2 separate regions of the Sus scrofa genome follow, and region 2 is linked to region 1. A link is a contact called in public Hi-C data. All regions are on one chromosome and are shown on one strand. Each heading gives the region's core, a stretch centred on a gene start, on an enhancer-like site or on the middle of the called end of the contact. The rest is flanking DNA. Distances are from core to core; before and after follow the strand shown.

What was found. A called contact is a pair of places that touch in the nucleus more often than the background predicts.
Region 2: a Hi-C map of skeletal muscle shows a contact between it and region 1, with 7 times the contacts expected there. The contact joins two enhancer-like sites. A contact is called at or near these places in 1 of 47 Hi-C or Micro-C datasets (skeletal muscle) and 1 of 2 datasets of contacts at active chromatin or transcription factors (skeletal muscle).

What each region holds. Positions count from the first base shown.
Region 1 is chr15:85,702,944-85,707,852 of Sscrofa11.1, reverse strand. No RefSeq gene overlaps it. Among named protein-coding and RNA genes, the nearest start is that of CWC22, 100 kb to the right of the region's middle. Within about 2 kb of position 2,287, at least 5 of the 83 cell types and tissues checked have an H3K27ac peak or open chromatin away from gene starts, as enhancers often do. A contact at or near this core is called in skeletal muscle, where this site is marked.
Region 2 is chr15:85,877,808-85,882,713 of Sscrofa11.1, reverse strand. No RefSeq gene overlaps it. Among named protein-coding and RNA genes, the nearest start is that of CWC22, 270 kb to the right of the region's middle. Within about 2 kb of position 2,908, at least 3 of the 83 cell types and tissues checked have an H3K27ac peak or open chromatin away from gene starts, as enhancers often do. A contact at or near this core is called in skeletal muscle, where this site is marked.

The sequences.
Region 1 (4,909 bases), core at 1,038-3,537:
TCTTCATTATTTAATTTGCTCTGCTTTCTTCCCAGCCTGTGCTTCACTGGGTTCCCTCTTCCTGAGCCTCCAAATTTTCTCATATAATCTCCATTCACAAAGAACAACTTGATAAAACTTTGCCAAGGAAGAACCTAACAAGTTATTTCTTCTAGTAACATGTATGTTTCTAAAAGTGATGTCTAGGGAATCACAGTTTATCACCAACAGTGGAATTTCTGGAAATGCTTTTTAGGTCCCCCTTTGGTGCAAACAACTAAGCTTAGCCTCATTTACACTTTTATACCAAATTGAACCATATGTCTTATTTCACATGCCACAACTGTTCCCTTCTACCTATTATTAAGAATTTTGCAATGGATGCACACAGGATTTTCCAGGATAAATAGAGTAGAAAATATTCGCAGTTTCATGAAACTCACCTTATTTAGTACAACAATTTCCAACTCCTGTGAGTAGTTCTACAGAGTTTTGCAAGCAATTATTACAGGATGTTTTCATTCTATCCAGTACTAGCTAGTGAGATAAAAAGCAGTCTTTCATCAAGCCTGATGTAAATTTTTTACTATCATATCCTTTAAATAGAGACTAAAGCCAGGGGAACCTAAGAACATTTAGCAAAGCCAAAAAGGAAACCAGAATATTTTAAGCTCAGAACACTGACTATTTAATTTTGGTAAAATTTTCCTTTTAAGTAGCAGTAATGTGCTCTAATTTATAGCCACAAATTTGGACTATCAGGAAAGAAAGAAATAAGGAAAGAAAGAGAAAAAGAGGGAAAGGAGGGAAGAAAGAAGGGAAGTGAAAGCAGCTCTTTTACCCCTTTCCTGTTTGCCAATTTCTGTTCCCCTCTAAACTTAAAAGTACCTAATTATAGGAATGAGATGACTAAACAATTGAACTGACTCTACTGAATGCACACCATGTCTTGTCTCACCTGTTGATTCTTTTCCTAAATAAAAAGAATTAAGCAGTTAAAAATTGATTAGCTCTCTATCCCCAACAGCCCCCATCAGCAATCCTGCAGGAAGATCACACAGGTAAAATAATATCTGAAGGGAAAGTCATTCAATGGACAATGATGCAGAACCCAACCTCCTGCCTTAAAGATTCCCTGAGATCCTCCCCACCCTCTGCCCCCAGTTTTTCCTTTAACAACTGTCCTGGCTGAGCAGAATCTTCAGAGTTAGTTTCTAGACACAAGTCCACCTTCTCTCCAGATAGCCTGCTTTTCTGATTAAAGCAACTTTTCTTTCTACTGACACTTGTCTCTCAAATTATTGACTTATGAGAAGCAAGCAGCCAAACCTAGGTTCAGTGAAGGAAGGGAGGAAAGGAGGAAGGAAGGACAGAGGAAAGGGAAAAGGAGGAGAAAGTGGGAACAGGGGGAGTGATGCCTTTCTGTGGTACCATAAACCTCTCCATTTGAATAACAAAACTGGCCAAAACGGAAAACTCCCTTTTGAAATTTACACTACGATATGAGGCAACAACCAAGGTTTCTGCATTGAAACAACTTCGCCACAGATTAATCTCAACATCTTCAACATAGTGATTCCCAGTCCTAGATGCACAGTGAGGCACTTAGCAAAATTTAAACTATACCGACGGTCCAGAAAACTCCCAAGATTTTGAGGGGATTGGCCTGGGGTGCAGCCTGGGCATCAGGAGATTTAAAAGATCCGGATGTGCAGGTATCCAGAGTCCAACACTGGACAGAAGACAAGAGCTGTTCCAGGCGCCTGTTTGAGCTGACTGCGCTTCAAGGAGACCCTGCTTCACTAGACCGCGACCTCCTGTGGAACCTCCAGAGCTTTCCCGGCATTTACTTAGTGAAACAGGGCCAGTGGTGGATTGAAGTCTCACATAGTAGCTCTCTGACACACTAATCAATTCCTCTCTCTCTCTCTTTCGGCTCTGATTCAAACTGCCTCAGGGAAAGAGACAAACAGCCGAGCCAAAGGACCGCGGCCACTGGATCACCTTTCTTTGACGAAAGAGCCAGAACCCGCCTTTCAGTAAGGCAGAGGCAGAATAGGAACGCGGCTGCCCTCTGGCGGCCTCTTGGGCGGCCTCTTTCCTGAAAAAGGAGTGTGAACGACTAATCAGACTTTCCCACTTGGTTGACATACTAGAAATAGGCTTAAATATCACTATAATGGAAGGGTTTTGTGGGGACAGAGAGAACTTTAAGGGAGAGCAGAGCCAGCCAGCCCTCCTGTAGGCCAAGTGGAACAAACACTTGCCTTCAAATCTTTCACCCACCTGTCTGCCTTCAAAGTTCTTTAAGGACTCAGGAGAGAGGTTAGCCCAAGAATAAGCGTTTTCTTCCCAGGAAGGCTCTAGCACAGTGGTTCTCAAGTTCAGTGGGCATTAAAATCACCTGGCGGGGGAGGTCCTATCGTGGCGCAGTGGAAACAAATCTCACTAAGAACCATGAGGTTGCAGTTCAATTCCTGGCCTCACTTAGTGGATTAAGGACCTGGGGTGAGCTGTGGTGTAGGTCGCAGATGCAGCTCAGATCTGGCGTGGCTGTGGCTGTGGTGTAGGCCGGAAGCTGCAGTTCTGATTAGACCCCTAGCCTGGAAAGCTCCATATTCCGCAAGTGAGGCCCTAAAAAGCAAAAAAAAAGAAAAAGAAAAAAAAAAAGTCACTTTGTGGGCTTGTAGAACTCTTGATCTTTGGGCCCTACTGCCCGGGTTTCCGATTTAGCCTATCTGGCTTTTGGGCCTGAGACTTTACCTTCCTAACAAATTCCCAAATGATAGTGCTGGTCCAGGGACCATACTTGGAGAAGCACTGGACAAACGGGCAAAGATCAGTTAATTCTTAGAAGCAATCTAATAAATCCATCAGAACTTCAGTCAAATGGAGACGAGACTGGGTGAAGTATCCATAGACTGGGCCACTGAGCAGGGTCAAAATATTTTGTCACTATGCAATTGTTCCTAAACATCAGTGGAGTAGCATAAGGCAGCCAAAAATACCAACAAAGAAGTGATCTGGATGACAATTGAACAAAAAATACCTCCTCATTGTTTTTGCCCAGTGTCCTCTGGGGGTCTCCAGGAAACATTGCATGTTCTATTGCCTAAACACCAAATCATCCCAATCTATTTAATTTAGAGGGAAGCAGACCCGATTCAAAAGCCAAAATGACAAGTTACAATAGATTTTAAACAGAGGATTTTCTATGGACAGAAGGCGATGAGAGATATATTAGTTTTCATTCCAACACCGCCACCTAGTGAAATTTTGTTTTAACATCAAACAACCTAAAATGGTGGTTTATTTTAACAGAAAAGGGCCACATCACTTGCCTACTGTGATACAACCCAAAAGGGTAAGTGAACAAAAACAGTATATTGTGGCATGCATAAGCCATTTTTGTATGAAAAGAGAGCAAAGATATTAGCTGAGGACTTTCATAAACCAAAAAATATGCACAGATTTCCCAAAGTAGTCTGATAAGAATAGGTAGTGAAAATGGGAACTTATATCAAAACATTATCTTCAAGTGCTGGGTGTATGTGCTAAAGCCTCAAGCCTCCTGATAATAATTGATAACTAATTATAGGAAAAGAAAAGAAAAATGCCTATGTTCTGTATAAATGTAAAATGATCCATATAATTGCACACCTTATAAACAAAACAGTTGAATAAGTCAAATTCTCTCTTCTCTACTATGGACCCCAGGAAGAGAGAGAGAGAGAGAAAGGAAAAAAGAGACACAAAATCACTGCTGTTGGCCCTGAGAAGGAAATGGAAAGTAAACCACTCAAGATGTTAAAAATCTGCTTTGCTGCCCACAAAATTTATATGCAAACCCCTGTTACAGGTGAGCTGATAGTTTAAGTAAGGGTAAGCATTCACTGAACATTAACAAGAAGCAATTTTATTTTTCCAACCACTGTTCCAAATGTGACTGATGGACTGCCACTTTCCTGCCTCACAATATCTCAGGCAGATTATTAATGTCTAATAATTTTCATGACTCATAAAAATACAATTTTACTGAGCCCCGGCAGGTAAAACTGGTGACCCACAGGGATGTAGCTCGCCCCTCCTCCTGGGACTCCCATGTCATGAAGCCAACCTGGGAACTTGTTAAAAAAGCAAATTCTTGGGCCTAAGTCTAGAAAGAAAGCCCCTCTCAACATCTGCAACATGAGGTTAAATGTAGGATCTCCTATTCTGTTGTTCAATTGTGATATCAATGTAACTGCCTTCATACTACGCATTGCTTGGTCTCAAACTGTTCCTTGGATGTTTTTATAAATATTGTGGAGAACATTTTACCTAGCCCATATTTCCTACCCCAAGAGAGATTTCAATATGTCCAGGCTTTTTAAATTACATTTAAGAAAGTATTTCTAATTCTACAGAGAACCCCTGAATATATCATATTTCAGTACCTTCAATTAAGGTTTTATTAAATTGTGTTTCTATTTCTCATATCAAGAATCCCTCTTCTAATAAATCTTCATTGAATTTTATATATGCTCAGCACTCTGCTTTGAAGGAAGGATAAGTACCTTAGGTTGGGTTCCCAAGAGGCAGATTCTGATATGAGAATTCATGAGTGATTTATTAAGAAGGTGCTCCCAGGAGAAATCAGAAGGGAGTAGGGAAAGCAGATCAGAAATGAAAGCCATGCAAGGATATGTTTCAGACTAAGTCCCACGGAGGGTGTCCTTGACCTGATCCTGCAAGGAACTCTGACATTTATTCAAACAAGAAATGAGGGGACTGAGCATTCATACTCCCAAGCACATTGCTCTTGAGATAAAGAGCCTGAGGTCGCCTGGCAAAGTAGGTTCACAAGTGCTGGTCACTGGAAGCAAAACCACACCAAAGCTACAAAATGACCAACAGCTGGATGAAAGGGATCCAAGGGAATCTGACTGGA
Region 2 (4,906 bases), core at 1,659-4,158, 170 kb before region 1:
TACTTTCTGACCCCTTCTTCTTTTTTTCTAGGGGATGAATTGGAGCTGTTGCTGCCTGCCTACGCCACAGCCACAGCAACACAGGATCCAAGCCGCATCTCGACCTACACCACAGCTCATGGCAACGCCGGATCCTTAACCCACTAAGCAAGGCCAGGGATCAGAACCTGCAACCTCATGGTTCCTAGTCGGACTCCTTAACCACTGCGCCACGACGGGAACTCCTCTGACCCCTTCTTTATCCACTTCCAATAGTGTCCTCCACCTCTGGTACCACCAATCTGTTTTATTTATCTAAGTGTTTGTGTTTTATTTTTATCTTTTTTTTTTTTTTTTTTTTGCTATTTCTTGGGCCGCTCCCGCAGCATATGGAGGTTCCCAGGCTAGGGGTCTAATCGGAGCTGTAGCTACTGGCCTACGCCAGAGCCACAGCAACGTGGGATCCGAGCCGCGTCTGCAACCTACACCACAGCTCACGGCAACGCCGGATCGTTAACCCACTGAGCAAGGGCAGGGACCGAACCCGCAACCTCATGGTTCCTAGTCGGATTCGTTAACCACTGCGCCACGACGGGAACTCCTGTGTTTTATTTTTAAAATTTATTTGCTCATTCTTTAGAATCCCCATATAAGAGAGATCATATACTATTTGTTTTTCTCCATCTGACTTATTTCACTTAACAGAGTACCCTTAAGTTCCATCCATATTGTTACAAATGGAAAGATTTCATTCTTTCTATTGTTGAATAATATTCCATTGTATATATATATATATATATATATATATACCAGAATTTTTTATCCATTCATCCACTGGTGGACACTTCAGTTGTTTGCATACCTTAGTTATTGCCAATAATGCTGCAATGAATATGGAGGTGCATATATTATTTTGAGTTACTGCTTTCTATTCTTCAGAAAAATACCCAGAAGTGGAATTCCTGGATCACATATTAATTCTACTTTTTTTTATTTTGTCAGGAACCTCCATACTGTTTCCCATAGTGGCTGCACCAATTCACATTCCCACCAACAGTACATGAGGGTTCCCTTTTCTCCACATACTTGTCTACACTTATTTTTTGTCTTTTTGATTAGTAGCTATTCTAACAGGTATGAGCTGATATCTCATTGTAGTTTCGATTTGCACTTTCTTGATGATTAATGATGTTGGACATCTTTTAATGTATCTGTTGGCCACCTATATGTCTTCTTTAGAAAAATGTCTATTCAGTCTGTCAGCCCATTTTTTAATCAAATTTTGTTTTTGCTATTGATCTATTTGAGTTTTTTATGCATTTTGGATATTAGCCCCTTATCAAATCGATTATTTACAAATATTTTCTCCCATTCAGTATGTTGTTTTTTCATTTTGTTGATGATTTCCTTTGCTGTGCAGAAGCTTTTTAGTTTGATGTCATCCCACTTGCTTATTTTTGCTTTTGGTATCAGATTCAAAAAAACATCATCAAGATCTATGTCAAGTTTACTACCCATGTTTTCTTCTAGGACTTTTATGGTTATGATTTAAGGCTTACATTCAAGTCCTTAATAAATATTGAGTTAGTGTTTGTAGATGGTATAAGATAGGGGTCCAGTTTTCCTAATATAGTTTATTGAAAAGATTGTCCTTTTTCCATTGTATATTTTTGGCATCTTAGTAGCAAATTAGTTGACCATATATATACGGATTTATTTCTGGGCTCTTTATTCTGTTCCAATTATCTACGTGTCTGTGTTTAAGCCAGTAACATACTGTTTTAATCAGTATAGCTTTCTTATATTGTTTGAAATCCTGAGTGTTATATCTGTAGTTCAGTTGTTCTTTCTCAAGATTGCTTTGACAATTCGTGAATCCTTGAAAATTTTAGGATTATTTGCTTCATTTCTGTGAGAAAAAAAAAAACAGAATTTTGATAGGGATTGCAATAAATCTGTAGATTACTTTGAGTAGTATGAACATTTTAACAATATTGATGTGTCCAACACACGAGCACAGAATATTTTTCCAATTATTTGTGTCTTCAATTTCTTTCATTAATGTCTTGTAGATTTCAATACAAAGGTCTTTCAGCTCCCTGGTTAAATTTATTCCTAGGTATTTTATTCATCTTGATGCAACAGTAAATGGGATTTTTTTTTCTTAATTTCTTTTTCTTATCATTTGCTATTAGTACACAGAAATGCAAAAGATTTTATGTATTGATTTTGAATTCTGCAACTTTACTGAATTCATTTATCAGTTCTAAAAGTTTTTTGATGGAGTCTTTAAGGTACTATAATAGCATGTCATCTGCAAATAGTGATAGTTTTACTGCCTCTTTTCCAATTTGGATGCCTTTCATTTATTTTTCTTGCCTTGCTCTGGTTAGGATTTCTAGTACTATGTTGAATAAAAGTAGTGAGAGTGGGTATCCTTGTCCTGTTCATGATCTTAGAAGAAAAGCTTTCAACTTTTCACCACTGAGTATGATGCTAGCTGTGTGCTTTGCTCATCAAATACAGCCTGTATTATATTGCGGTACATTCCTTCTATATCTGCTTTGTTGAGAGTTTTATGATTAAAAACATTTTATGATAAAAATGAATGTTGAATTTTGTCAAATGTTTTGCATGTTTTGCATTTATGATCATATGATTTTGTTAATGTGGTAAAAACTATTATTTTAAAAAATTCTTCTTACAAATAATCTTAATTAAACATGGACTTTTTATAAAATGGTCAGAAAAAGATTACTTAGAGACTACTAACTAGGAATAGGAACATTTTCCACAAGGCCAATTGCAAAATGGCTCTAGAAAATTTTGCAACACTCATTTACATTTGAACTAGGTAGTACAAGATCCTATGGGTCCAGTTTCACCCTGTAGGTGGCATGAGCAAATCAATTTGACCCGAAGACACAGTTAAAATGATCTACTTATTTTTTTCCTAGCCTCATATGTGGGTAAGCCTAAATTTCTTCCCACAGACTAGAGAACCAGGCATTCCCAATGACAATAGTTTTGATTTGCGCTCCTAATAAACAGGAGAGTCAGTTTCTGGATCAGAATGAGAGGACCTTTAGGGCTCACTGACTACAACTTTTTCCTCTTGCAAATGTGGAAACCAGATGTCAGAGTTTTGCAATATGTTGAAGGCCACAGAGCAGTAGGGTCAGAGATGAGAATCCTCAAATCCAAACCTAACTCTTCCATTCAGCTCCCTCTCCACTAGTTCACACCACCCTCTTCTGCATTTCTAGGGTCCTTCATGTCCCATTTAACCTCATTACCTCCTCTTAATTCTCTCCTTTAACTCTCTTTGGGGGGAAAAAAAAAAGTCCTTAAAACCAACTGCAACACTATTATTTCATTCTAAACTTACATTTACTTGTTAAACTCACCTTAACAAGGTGAATCCATATCCAATTATATTCAATTCTATTGCTTGATCAGTGCTAAATCACTGATGATCTTAAATTATTCCCTTACTAACCCACAGAACTATTAATCATATCTTCTTGGCTTAAAGCTAAAATCGACTTATATTACATTTATTTGTGTGAGTCTATTTTTCAAGGTTAGCTCAGGCACTTGTAATTTAAGCCCTGCCCTAGAAAATATTTCAAATGGCCTACCCATAACCTTGGAAAACATATGCTTAAATGCTGATAGGGGCATTCTGACTAACAGGTGCAGCTTAAATAAATGCCTTTATGAACTAGATCCTACTACATCCTAATAATGGACTTCCTGCATCTTAAGAGCTTCATTTGCTATTTCCATAATCACCATGTTGCCAGTGTCATAGGAAATTAGTGTGTGCTTACCTTGCTATTTGTCTTTCATGGTTATTATATTATTGTTACACTGAACTAATGATTAAATTGACAGAACAAGATCACAACTAAATTGCCTTCATAGAGGAAGTTTTAATAATTTCACAAGATCTAAAACTAGTCAGTTTTTATATAATTAAAGAATTTTTGAGGAATAAAATAGGTTTATTTTTTTTTCCTCATAAAAAATTGTTTGGTTAAGAGGGATTCATTGTGGGTGTGATGATGCTTGAAGAGGTCATAATCAAGATTGATCTGTACCAATATAGCCTGACTGAAGATGTATAAAATCTATCATGACACTGGCATCAATATATCACATTCTCTGAATAACTTAAAAGAACTGCTTTGTGAACAAGGGTATAAAATTTGTACTGACATAACCCCACTGCTGAAATATGAATTTCGAATTATAATACATACTGTACTTAAAAATACTAACTTAGTAATCAAAATTATAATAATAGAATTAGATAACAATCAGGAAAGTTCAGTAATACACATAAATTATCTATTCCTCTTTTAGTCAGCAGCACTTATCAGTAATTCTGCTTTGATTAAAATAAAAAAAAAAAAACTCGGGCACTGAAGCCACATCAACTTGAATTCCAATTGCAGCAACACTATTTATTAGCTCTATAATCTAGAACAACTCACTAACAAGTTAGGCAAGATGATGAAAAGTAGGGGGACGTGATCACCCTCTCCCACAAACACAACAAAAAAACACATCTACATGTAAAATGACTCACAAAGAACAGCAACTGAATGCTGGCAGAAGAACTTAAACCTCCAAAAATGGCAAGAATCTCTTGACATAACTGGGTAAAACAAGAGAAAAGAGGAGAGATACAGAAGGGGAATCTGGACCAGACTGGCACTCCCAAGAGGGAACTGTGAGGGGGAGAGGGAACCCACACCCTGGAAAGTCACCTAACTGAGGGAAAGATCAACTGAGTGGGAGAGATCTCCAGATGCCGAGAAAAGTGCAGAATGAGAGCTGCACAGATCATGTGAACCACTGGTACAGAGACCAAAGGCTGAGAAGCTCGGGTGGAGGCTGGGCACTAAGACCTAGGATCCAG